2 separate regions of the Mus musculus genome follow, and region 1 is linked to region 2. A link is a contact called in public HiChIP or PLAC-seq data. All regions are on one chromosome and are shown on one strand. Each heading gives the region's core, a stretch centred on a gene start, on an enhancer-like site or on the middle of the called end of the contact. The rest is flanking DNA. Distances are from core to core; before and after follow the strand shown. Region 1 overlaps Bcl9 (B cell CLL/lymphoma 9). Region 2 overlaps Gpr89 (G protein-coupled receptor 89).

Region 1 (6,324 bases), core at 1,304-3,803, 320 kb before region 2:
GATTAACCAGGTTAGGGCATGCTCTGTGGTTGTCAGAAGGAACAGCCCTGCCATACTTGATTTTAATTCTAGAGAACAAATACTTCCGTGTCTCAGAGTCTGCAGCAGGACTCCAAGTGTTCCTTATCCATTGGACGTTACTGCTTCTTTAACAGTTTTACAACCTGGAGCTTTGAGACCCTTTTTACGGCAATGTGAAACAATACAAAAGTCCACTTGAAGGAGAAAAAAAAAGACCTGTTTGAGTTCCTTCTTGATATTTGTGCTACTTGAACTTAAGAGACTCAACCAGTCCTTTATCCAGAGTAGGCTGCACTTGTGCCACCCAAACAAATCCTCTTCTGTATGAACTGTCTCCAATGAAGAAGACCATGCTCATTTGAAATTTAACTAAGACCTTTTCAGAGGAAATGTATTCCTTGCTATCTTTAGTCATACAGTTAAAGGCTTGGTGATATGTTGTCTGCTTCCTGGTGCTACTGGACTGTGTGCCTCCAAGAGTGTCACAAACTTTTGGTGACAGCGTATATGTATTTTCCCAACACAATGCACATTTGATGCATAATAATTTTTTGCTAATGTGTGATTCATTATCATTTTTGCGAGTTGCTTTTGGTTGAGTTGATTCCTTTGATGTCTTTATTTTTCTAGGAATGGGCATTAATACACAGAATCCTCGAATTTCAGGTCCAAACCCTGTGGTTCCGATGCCAACCCTCAGCCCGATGGGAATGACCCAGCCACTTTCTCACTCCAATCAGATGCCCTCTCCTAATGCCATGGGACCCAGCATACCTCCTCATGGGGTCCCAATGGGGCCTGGCTTGATGTCACACAATCCTATCATGGGACATGGGTCCCAGGAGCCTCCAATGGTACCTCAAGGACGGATGGGCTTCCCCCAGGGCTTCCCTCCAGTACAGTCTCCTCCTCAGCAGGTTCCATTCCCTCACAATGGCCCCACTGGGGGACAAGGTAACTTCCCAGGAGGGATAGGTTTCCCAGGAGAAGGACCCCTTGGTCGTCCCAGCAACCTGCCCCAAAGTTCAGCAGATCCAGCACTTTGCAAGCCTGGAGGCCCAGGGGCTCCTGACTCCTTCACTGTCCTGGGGAACAGCATGCCCTCCGTGTTTACAGACCCAGATCTGCAGGAGGTAATCCGACCTGGAGCCACCGGAATACCTGAGTTTGATCTCTCCCGCATTATCCCATCGGAGAAGCCCAGCCAGACACTGCAGTATTTCCCTCGAGGGGAAGTCCCCGGCCGCAAACAGCCACAAGGTCCTGGGCCTGGGTTTTCACACATGCAGGGGATGATGAGCGATCAAGCCCCAAGAATGGGGTTAGCATTACCTGGCATGGGAGGCCCCGGGCCAGTAGGAACTCCAGACATTCCTCTTGGTACATCTCCATCCATGCCAGGCCACAACCCAATGAGACCACCAGCCTTTCTCCAGCAAGGCATGATGGGACCTCACCACCGGATGATGTCACCAGCACAATCCACAGTGCCCGGCCCAGCCACCCTGATGACCAATCCAGCTGCTGCTGTGGGCATGATTCCTGGCAAGGATCGGGGGCCTGCTGGGCTCTATACCCACCCAGGGCCTGTGGGTTCTCCAGGCATGATGATGTCCATGCAAGGCATGATGGGACCCCAACAGAACATCATGATTCCCCCACAAATGAGGCCCCGGGGCATGGCTGCTGATGTGGGCATGGGTGGGTTTAGCCAAGGACCTGGTAACCCAGGAAACATGATGTTTTAAGCTGCTACGATTGGATGTGCCGATCCTTGTCAAGATGAGATTCCAGGTCCTGTGAGCTGCTTTGATGGAGTTCCAGGAGTCCTTACTGTTGGTCATGCAATAGGAGAAGAGGGACCCGGGGCTGCTTTGAGGGAGGAGGGAACCAAGAATGTATGGATTTACCGGAAAACAAATTATTCATTTAATCAACAGGTGTGTTTTTTTAAGATTTATTTTTTAAAAATTATTTTTGTGGACATGGGGATCCCGTGACGGCACCTACTTTTGGGAGTCTGTAGCCGTGTTTGAGAATTGCCATCGGTCATGTGTTGCACCGTTCTGTGTTTACGTCCTTTGGACTGGCTTCTCCCAGGATTCTTTTCTGGTTTTTTTTTTTTACTTTTGATTTGGGCTTTATTTTGTGTGTATGTGTGTACTGTACTATATTGTAAAAGGGATTTTAGCAGAGACTTTAGTCTTTGGGGCAAGAGGAGAACAGGAATGCTGGGCTGTTTACTTTCGATGGAGAATCCATCTTCAGACCTTGGACTATTTTCTTTCAACTCCAGTGTATAGAAAAACCAAACTACGACCTCAGAGCAGAGTATTAACGAAAAGCACAAAAAAAGGAACTGAGTTCAGCGAGGGGTGGGGGGAGGGGGGACATTTTTCTTTTTAAAAATACTGAAGCTTGGGACGTTTGTTCTTCGGTTCACGTGCTCCTCAGCACGGTCTGTCTCCAGTGTACAACCTGCCCGCCCTCACGGTTTCCTCTCTCTCCTCCTTCAGTTCCTTGGTTACGTGTGTTTCCTTCCTGTGACCCCGCTGGTGGCCCTCTGCTTTCCCCTCTCTTCTTCCCCTTGGCAGCTGCAATACCCAGGCTCTCTGGGGTTCTCCCTGAAGCCTCGCCCCTGCCTCGGATGCCCTCTGGCCTCTTGTCCCTCCCTGCCCTCCCCGCCCTGGTGTACTCTTCCTTGCCCGCCTTGTTTCTTGTTCTCCTTTTCTTAGGAATTCCCAAGTGAATTTTATTAATGTGTGGGAATGGAACCGATGCTAAAAGCTATCCAGGATTTTGTTTTTGTTTTAAATTTTGTGTTCCTTCCCTTCCCTCCCTCTTCCCATGCGTGAAACGTTCTGTGTAATCTTCATTAAATTTGGTACAAAACCACTCACCAGAGCTGTGGTGTCAGAAAAATAAATATATTGTTTCTTACAAAACAGAACTGCCTTTTTGTGCCTTGGCTTCCTGTTCACTTCGTATCAGGGCCATTGGTTACTATATGACTGGAGTCCTAATACTGGAGCTGGCTGTAGAGATGGGGAAGGAGAGGGGCACTCTTGAGAGCATACCTTGCTGTCAGCGACCCTTCCTTGTAGAGTTGCTCCCTTCTCTGGAATCCATCACAGCAGAAAAGCAAGCCTTCCTCACAGCTGATCTTCCCCTCTAGAGCAGTGGTTCCCAACCTTCCTAACACAGTGACCCTTTAACACAGTTCCTCACATTGTGGCACCAACAGTAAAATTATCTTTGTTGTTGCTACTTCATTTAATTTTGCTACTGTTATGAATCTGTTTTCCAACAGTCTTAAATGAGTCCCTACGATAGGGTTATCTGACCCTTGGGAGGGTAACCACTGCTCTAGAGCAAGAGCTGGCCTTCGTTAGGTTCCTTCATGAGAGCCAGCAAAATGGTATAAATCAACTAGGAAGGCCAACATAGATCTTAAGTTATTTAAATAAGCTCTGAGACCTCCCTGGATCTTCCTGACATAAAATATTACCACACCTACACATCCTGTGTTTTGACTGTCCATGCGACTGTGGTCTTTTCTGCCCACCCTCCACCCCAGCCTGCCCCTGGTCACCTCTGCTAACCACATATGGCTCCCCAACACATTGATGTCTATCCTACAAGTCATGCATTGAGGTACTCGGTGCTGTGTCCCTGCACAGCTGATTTGTTCTGGTGAGTGTACTCCTTTTGAGTTGTCTGTGCGTGGAACTCAGCAAGAGGGTGTCTGTGTGCATGTCTGTTCTCAGGTGAGATGCTGTGTCTGTGTGCATGTCTGTTCTCAGGTGAGATGCTGAGCCAGGAGCAGCAGGTGCGGAGTCAGACCTGGACAAATTAGACTTGGCTGCTGTTTCACACACTGTTGCCTGTGAATGTGGCTCTCTCTCTCTCTGACAAATGGTTCTGAGAGCTGCTTTCATCTTCGCCTGTCATGTCTGTCTGCTCAGGAGCCCCAAACAACAAAAAAGTGGATGTGCACACTGGGAGATCCACGCTGCCAGTCCCCTTGGTGTGTGCTTTCCTTAAGAGGATCTGTGAAATATACGATAATCACCTTTACGGTCAGGGTAGTAGAGCCCACAAGTTTAAGAAGAGACTTATTTTGATCTACTCTGTTGATACTGGATAACACATTTTGTGTCATAGAGACAGTAGGCCGGAATCCATGATCACGACTCATGGATGTAGCTGCCCTGGTCTCTGATGTTTCTGGCCCTGAATTGTGTAGCACAGAACAGGGTAAAAAGCATGAGGAACGTGAGATGAAACCCCCAAGAGACAGGCCAGCTGGTCGGGCTGGGGCAGCCCCACACCTTACTGCTGATACTGGCATTGCAGTCACCGTGGAATTGGGTCCCATGGCTACTAGCCCAGGTAGGGAGGGAGTTGATCTAAAAGCCAGTGTTCACTTGGAGGGGCAGCAAGAGGTGTGGAGACAGCCACAGCCTGCTGGGGAACCATGGGTGTGTCACTCCTGCCTTGCAGCCCCCTGCTGGAGAACTTGGAGTAGCGCAGGTCAGCCTTCCCATTTCTTATGTTTTCTTAGGACTTGGAAGCCTTCCTTGTTCCTCATCAGCATCCCTCAGCCGCAGTCCATCCCAAGAACCTCTGCTAAGCCAAATTTATGTGAGCTTTAGATGTAATTGGTAAGTTAATAGGATCGACATAAAAATCACACTTTTGAGAGATTGAGTGTGGGTGCATGGAAAACTTAACAATGTAATGCTTTTAATAAGGAGGGGCAAAGATGGGATAGTGACGTAGTAAAGGCTCAGCTAGTTTCTCCACCCAAACAGTTTGGGTTTCATGGAGAAAATGAAATCATAGCTTGTTACTTTCAGGACTAAGTGGGGTGCGGTGCTGTGCTGGCTTTAAGGGTTGGTAAGGACCGTGCAGCATTTTCTCCAAAATAATGTGATCTAAAACAAGCCTATAGCTAGAAATGGAAATATGCAAATATATAACTTTAGTCTTCTAATGTAGGGTGTGGCATGAGAAATTTAAACAAAGGGATTAAACATGGGTGATCTACGATTAAGCTCTATGCCCCCAGGCTAAAGCTAATCTGTAAACAATTTCAATGTTTGAAGCTGCTTTTGAAACAGTTGATCCTTTTCTCCCATCCTTCCTCATTGTCACATAATGCTATAAATTCAGTTCAATGGCATTTGTCAAGGTTGGCTTCTGGGATGGATCACCTGTTCAGGTAGACTAGATGGGGCCTCAGCATAGTTCAATGAGGGGGCTATCACTTCAGCACTCTCGATATAGAGGTCCCGTGCTTCTGTTTCTCCCTGGGCTCCACAGACTATTTAGGTGACTGTGACTGTGGTAGCTAAGTAAAGTCACGGTGCTCCATAGCGGTATGGGTCGTGCTCCCATGATTATTCTCTTAGCAGCAGCTCCAGGCACCCTGGGAAAGATGGCTTCTGTGTTGCATTTGAATGTTGCCTGTGTTAGTGGTTTCTTTTTCTTCCTTTTCTGGGTGCTTTGAAAGTGCTGAAAGGAGAAGGGAGTTAGCCTTAAGGGGAAGATTCATTTGCTCAGCCGACACTGATAGAGCACCTACTGTGTGTGTCAGGGATTGTGCTGAGCCCAGGATAAAGAAACTGTGAGTCGGTTACAATACGACCTGGTGGCTACTGCAGAGAAGTGGGAACAGAAAAGAACAAGCAGCCGGAAAGGAAGTTTCTTCAAACGAAGGGTGATCTTTGAACTGACTCTGGAAGGAGGGAGGCTTCCTGGAAGACAGGTGGAAGAGAGCAGAACAGCAAGAGCCTCTTTGAAGGAAGACAGGCGTAGAGAAAATGCTCCGAGAGAGGGGCTGGATCACGCAGAGCCTGGTGTGGCCCTCTAGGACTTGGAACTTAAATTTTAAGCAAGGAAGCCTTGCAGGTAGTGTCCTAAACTTACTTGACCTCACAAGGCTAGGGTTTGATGCCCAGCACCATACGTAAAACGTTTTAAGCAGGGAAATCAGGTAATTGGATTGGCTTCAGAAGTACATAAAGTGGAGTGTGGGAGACAGGCTGGGTGGGGGAAGGGAGCCACGGGAAGACGGGTAAACACCCATGTACAACCCTAAGCTACTCTCCTCTGCTTAAAAAGGCAGATTTCCTAAGTTCTGCATCAGTATTGACTCTGTCGTTCCTAGTTCTTCTGTAATTGTTTCAAAGTCATAAACTTATTTTTAAGAAAGTCACTAGAACCTTAATTTCTTGGTAGACTCAAAAATAACACATTTAAAGCAGATCGTGAATAATGAGCAGAATCTAGTTTGTAGAC
Region 2 (5,745 bases), core at 2,534-5,033:
ACCTCCAGTCAGGTGCAGTTAAGCGGTCCTTTAAACTGATCCAGATGGGGACAATGCATTCTGAGTGAAATTTAAGAACCAGCCCTCGAGCTTCCAATCAGCCATGGAGGAAAATTGGGGGGCTGTCAGTGAGAGTTGAGCAATTGCTTCTGCAGAGGATCTTAAAGATGAGCATTTGGAGTCACTGGAAAATGAGCAGAAGCAGGTAAAAATATATATATATGAAGTAACTGCTAGAAGTTTCTGGATTGTCATAAGTTGTTCCATGGCGTTCAGATTAGCAGAATACCTGGGAATCAAGGGTGAGGTGTTGAAATCCCAGGATGCTAGAGGGCCAAGATCCACAATTTAAATGTCAGTTCCAAGCAGATCTCACCTCGCCACACAGCAGAATGTACACACAGAAGCACCAAAGAGCCCGAGATGCTTGTTAAGACTGATTGGCACATGCTGCTTGGGTTTCCAGGTTCCCTCTGCCTTTGAGTGACTGCCCCAGGTTGTGCATGCTGGCCACACACTTGTGACAGGAGCTGTCAGAAGGTAGAACTCAGGAGTGGTGCAGGGATCAGAAGTTTAGGAGAGCTCCCATAAGGAGAGTAACGCCAGCGAGTGAGTCCTGAAGTGTGGCTACAGAATCAGGTGATGATGTCCTTATTTAAGCACTGATTTCATGGAGGCTCTAGGAGGCCTTAGGGCAGCCAGCTAAAGGAGCTCAGAGGTGGACCTGTGCAGAGGTGGCTGCTGCAGGTGAGCTGGGCATCTTGTAGGGAGACTGTACAGTACTCTGAGAAGAGGATTCCACAGTCACACATACCTGTCCACCCAAACCCTAACTTGGCTGTGAAACAATGAAGCTGAGCATTTCAGCATACAAATCAGGCAATAGAAAGTAACTCCAACCACCAGATGGTGGCAATGAACACCTATAATCCCAGCCCTTAGGAGGCAGGGGCAGGTATCTGATCTCTGAGTTCAAGGTCAGCCTGTTCTACAAAGTGAGTTTCCAGGACAGTCAAGGCTACATAGAGAAGCCTTGTCTCAGAAAACTAAAAAAGAAAAAAAGAAAGAAACTAACTCCAAATGGGTCCAGATGACAAAACTTTAGCCAGTGCAGCACTGGAGAGAGTGGACCCTGTACCTCACCTGGGCAGCGCAGTAGAGCTGACACTGGTAGTAGTGGGGTCAGGGAAGGGGGTGTGAGCTGTTCCCAAGGGCATGAGAGTAGGAGAGTTGGCCCTGCCCCTTGCCAGCTGTGGCATTGGGTGAGCTAGCCGGAACAGTGCTGGAGATCTTGCCCTGGTGGTATGGGTGCAGGTTGACTAGCTCAGCTACCACCCAGGTCCAGATCCAGGGCTCTCAGCTGGCCCACCCCAACCTCTGCCCCATCTATGAACTGCTGGAGCATGTGAAGGGCCAATCCTGCAGATCCAAAGCTGCAGAATCTCAGTGACACAGGGCAACAGTAGGATATCTCAGAAGAGTCCTGGTGAAGATCCAGTATTGATAGTGTAGCAGTTGCAAGAGGCCTCTAACCAGACCAGTAACTCATTACAGTGAATATTTGCAAGTAAAGAAGTGTGGACAAAAGGGTGTACTGTGGGACACACTGTGACACACCACCGCTCCCACAATGAGATTTTTTTTCCTTTTGGGAGGGAGGTTGCAAGGGCAGAGGGCAGGTACAGAGAGCTGGGGAGATGAGTAGGATTGGGGTACATGATATGAAATTCACAAAGAATAAAAAGTTAAATAGAAAAGAGCAAAAGGAAAAAATAAACTTTAGCCAGATTAGGTTCCTCCTGAGACAATGCCGGAACCCCATGGCCAGACTATAGTTATGTCCTTTACCTTGACGATGCTGGTTTGAGTAGATCCATGCATATTTCTTCAAAGGCATAGTCTATCCAGGGCCGTTGCTCTCAGTGCTGTGAATTCCTGGGTAGTTTTCATCCAGGTTTCTGGCTCTTCAGCTGATTCCCAGGCAATAGAAAGGATTCACATGGAACTAGCTCTGAGAAGTCTTGTCCAGACCAGCCCTGTCCTGAGAAGATTCAAACCTCAGATGGTTCCATCCTGGCCTTGAGCGGGGCTGAAAAAGTAGATCTCTGACTGAAACCTCCTCAGAGCTGCTCAGCCTACTCACCCCTCCACAGACTTTTACACAGTGTTTGCCATCTAGTGTATCCTGAAATGTTTATGACATACCAGCCAGATATCTGCCCCATGCTAGGTACCAGTTCTGTGTTCTATAGAACTGGCCTTCTACTAGGCCAGGCAAACTTTAAAAAGTTCCGTGGAAAAGGGTATTTTACTAAATGATCCTGAAATGGTAAATCCATAGACTTTTCCTCCTCCAAAAATAATAATAAAAAAAAACAATTATAAGTGTCATGTAGAAAGATGAATTCAAAACAGACCTTGAACTTAGATATAAAGGGTAAAACTACAGAACCTTTAGGGAAAGAATCTTTGAGATCTAGAGCTAGGCAAAAAATAGAATCCCCAAAATACAGTTCAGACAACAAAATATGAATACACTGGACGTCATCAAAATTAAGACTTGTTTGCAGAGGAGTGTGTAAAGAATGAGGAAAGACAAGCTGTAGAAAAGGAGGGAGTGTTTGAGAAGAGATTGCTAAATAGACCTGGAAAAAGGAAAAACTTCCAAAACTCACATGAAAATAACAGTACAATCAGAATGTATGTGGGGAGGGGGATTGGAAGGCATTGGGATTATGGAAACACAGGGGTTCATACAGATGGAAATTGTATGTCAACAGTATCGACCACCATAAGGTTACTGTACAGTCGGGATGCCTCAAAATCAGTGACGGGCGAGGAAGGGATGCTGGAGACAGGGCTCAACAGCTACAAGCACGTGTTGTGATTGCATAGGGCCTGTGCTTACTTCCTGTCACTCATGTCAGACAGCACATAACCCCTGTACTTCAGCTCCAAGGAATCTGACACCCTCTTCTGGACCCCACAGACACCTACGTGCACACACACACACAGCCTTTTAATGATGATGACGTGAAGTGCTGGTTGGTAAAGATGCAGATGTAGGATGGTAGAATAACTAGAATACAATCTAGCTCTCCTTAAAAACTAAATATGCCAGTATCCAACCAGAAATTATACTGGGTGTTTATGCAGCAAAATACAATTTTTATATTCATAGGAAGTTGGTTCCAGAACTGTTTTTATCAGCTTTATTCATAGAAGCCCCAAACTAATGATAGTTCCAGAACTCGGGAGCTCTGCCTGCCTCTACCTCCCAAGTGCTGGGATTAAAGGTGTGTGCCACCATCACCCAGCTGTATTAGGAATTTTTAAATGACACCCAGCCCACAGCACATAGCTCTTTTCTTGTTACAAGATGATCTTAGGAAGAAGCAATGGGGAAATTGAAGGTGAAAGTGGCTCCTGCCCTTGTGTGTGTGTGTTTGAGTGTGTTGTAAAAGTGCATCGCAGAAAGTTAGCTGCTGCTCATCTTTTCTACTTAAGCGCATGTCTATTTTTGTCTGCAGCTTATTTGCCAAAAGCAAAACTGGCTTAAAATTAGGTGATTAAAATCAAAAGTGAAAGTAAATTGTCTAAAACCGGGGTAATTTGTGTGTGTCCAGCCAACTTTCACTCTGGTTACTCCATTTGTCTATCTGCTGAGAGAGAGCATGATACCTCACGCCTTCACATAGGCAGCCAGCGCCACACCGCAGCCTTTAGTATTGGCTAGGAGGATAGAAGTGGCTTCCGTGCTCCCCTTTGAGCTGCTTTGCTGGTAATCCCAGGTGTTGAGCCAAGAACTGCACAGCCCAGAACCCCCTCACATGCTCGTCCCAAGTTCCCCTTAGAAACTGACGGAGTCGTGGCTCGGAGCCTTTCCTTGGTTCTTTTTTCACGACTTCCCAAAATGCCGAGTTGGAGGGACCGTGTCAGGGAAGGCAGCACAAGCTTGTGGCTGTTTGATTTGTACCTTATCCAGGCAGCGCTCACTGAAAAGGGAACTGTTTCCGTCACCAAAATGAATATGCCTAACACTCTTTGTTACGAGTGACCTTTTAACTGATGCTTTAAGAATTTAGCCCACAGAAATGCCATCTGGCCCTTGTCACCTGGTACCATTTGTTGCAGACATGATGCCAATGCTGCTGCTTCCTCATCCCCATTTTTGTCTCTTGTCACCCAAAAATGTCCACCATGAATTTCTCTGTAGCTTGCTCTCCTACCTGTGCTAGATTTGTCCTGGTTGGTTTTAGGCCCATTGCACTCTTCAAGTAATCATGTGTGTCTTCTAAGCTCACAAGGACCTTGCTCTTAATACTCTGGGCAGACTAGAACTTGCCATCAGCTGTCACGATGCCCCTGAGTGCTCCACAGATAGGAGGAGCACCCACAGATGCACCCTGTCCAGCAGTAGCGCCATGACAGTCATGGCAAGAGGTGGACTGCAGTGAGTTAAGGCCCTGTCTGTGTGAACTTCCTGTTTCCTTTCTGTGGTCTGCTTTTCCTTGTGTCCCTCCTCTGTGCCTGGTTCTTTATAGAATTGTTAGCCACTTTGTTCTCTAAATGATATTAGCATATGGCAAGGATGGATGACAGTGGTATTTCCTTATTCTTTACAACCACCCAGAGTGAGAAAGTAAACTGTGGGTCTCTCAGCTTCCAGGTGGCAGAGCCAGACCTCAGATGTATTGCCTACTCTATATTCTGTTCCCCGGGCCAGGCCACGCAGCCTCTGGAAATGTTGTCTTCTGTGTAACTTCTGAACCAGTGGAGACATAGCTGTGACTCAGGACGGTGGGAGATGAGGCTGCAAGTCCCAGTTCTTTGCTCAGGCTTCTGTGTTCTGTATTGCAGAATGGCCGTGGCACGGAGAACCATGTTCCAGAGAGGGGATGTGCAGAACAAGCCGTCGGGACTCTGGGGCATGCTGAAGAGCGTTACTGCCTCAGCCCCGGGAAGTGAAAGTATCCTTTACCTTCTTCTTGGCTCTTCTCCTCCACTCTGCACCAGGGGCTGAGTCAGTCCCCTCTAGGGTGCCTGGCTGCATCAGGGCCAGCCAGCACTGGGCTAGGAGGTCCAGTGGGCACGTCATCTTCCCTACACTTGTACCTAACTGCAGAAGCGTTGTCTCTGAGCTGGAGCGAACCTATCAGATCATTCTTTCCATTTCACAGATGAGAAAATAGACCCAGAGAGGTGAAGTCACACGGTGGTTTGTGGCAAGTGTAGGAACAGAACTATGGCCTCAGCTTCATAACTTGTTCCGCTGTGCTGTTCTGTCACCCACAGATGCAAGACCACAAAGCACAGTGACTCCCTACAACAGTGTGGTGGCAAGGTTCCATTCCTAACCCAGTTAATGCCACACAGATTTCAAGCAGCTCCACCCCCCCCCCCCTTAAAAAAAATAAATAAAACAGGGCAACCTGGTTACTGGATTGTTCCTGGCCCTGCTGGTTTGGAGGCTGACTAGTTCCACATAGAGAAAACCAAGCCTGTGTGTTTCTCCCTCTTCTCCCGTCCCCTCCCACAGGCTGTCAGGGCTGAGATGTTCTTCTGTCTCTGTCACCAGTTAAGTCAGTTGGAGAAGGATGCAGGCTATTGTGATGGATCCGGACACCATTCTGACGTGGCTATAGATAAGAATCAGACAGAGAAAGCCAGGTGACTGTGGCAGAGAAAGGAAAAGGAGTCATGGGGGCTGGAGAGACGGCTCAGAGGCTCGGAGAGGGGCCTGCT

Evidence for each region. HiChIP or PLAC-seq counts read pairs in DNA pulled down with a chosen protein or histone mark.
Region 1: an H3K4me3 HiChIP or PLAC-seq map of bone marrow-derived macrophages shows a contact between it and region 2, with 4 times the contacts expected there. The contact joins two enhancer-like sites. A contact is called at or near these places in 1 of 115 datasets of contacts at active chromatin or transcription factors (bone marrow-derived macrophages) and 2 of 9 other capture datasets (adipose tissue and embryonic stem cells).

Annotation. Positions count from the first base shown.
Region 1 is chr3:97,200,305-97,206,628 of GRCm38.p6, reverse strand. Bcl9 (B cell CLL/lymphoma 9) reads left to right here. Exons shown (of 10, transcript NM_029933.4): 10 at 652-2,967. The coding sequence ends at 1,769. Among named protein-coding and RNA genes, the nearest start is that of Bcl9, 24 kb to the left of the region's middle. Within about 2 kb of position 2,553, at least 66 of the 459 cell types and tissues checked have an H3K27ac peak or open chromatin away from gene starts, as enhancers often do. A contact at or near this core is called in bone marrow-derived macrophages, where this site is marked.
Region 2 is chr3:96,881,744-96,887,488 of GRCm38.p6, reverse strand. Gpr89 (G protein-coupled receptor 89) reads left to right here. Exons shown (of 14, transcript NM_026229.4): 8 at 4,861-4,970. Among named protein-coding and RNA genes, the nearest start is that of Gpr89, 21 kb to the left of the region's middle. Within about 2 kb of position 3,783, at least 37 of the 459 cell types and tissues checked have an H3K27ac peak or open chromatin away from gene starts, as enhancers often do. A contact at or near this core is called in bone marrow-derived macrophages, where this site is marked.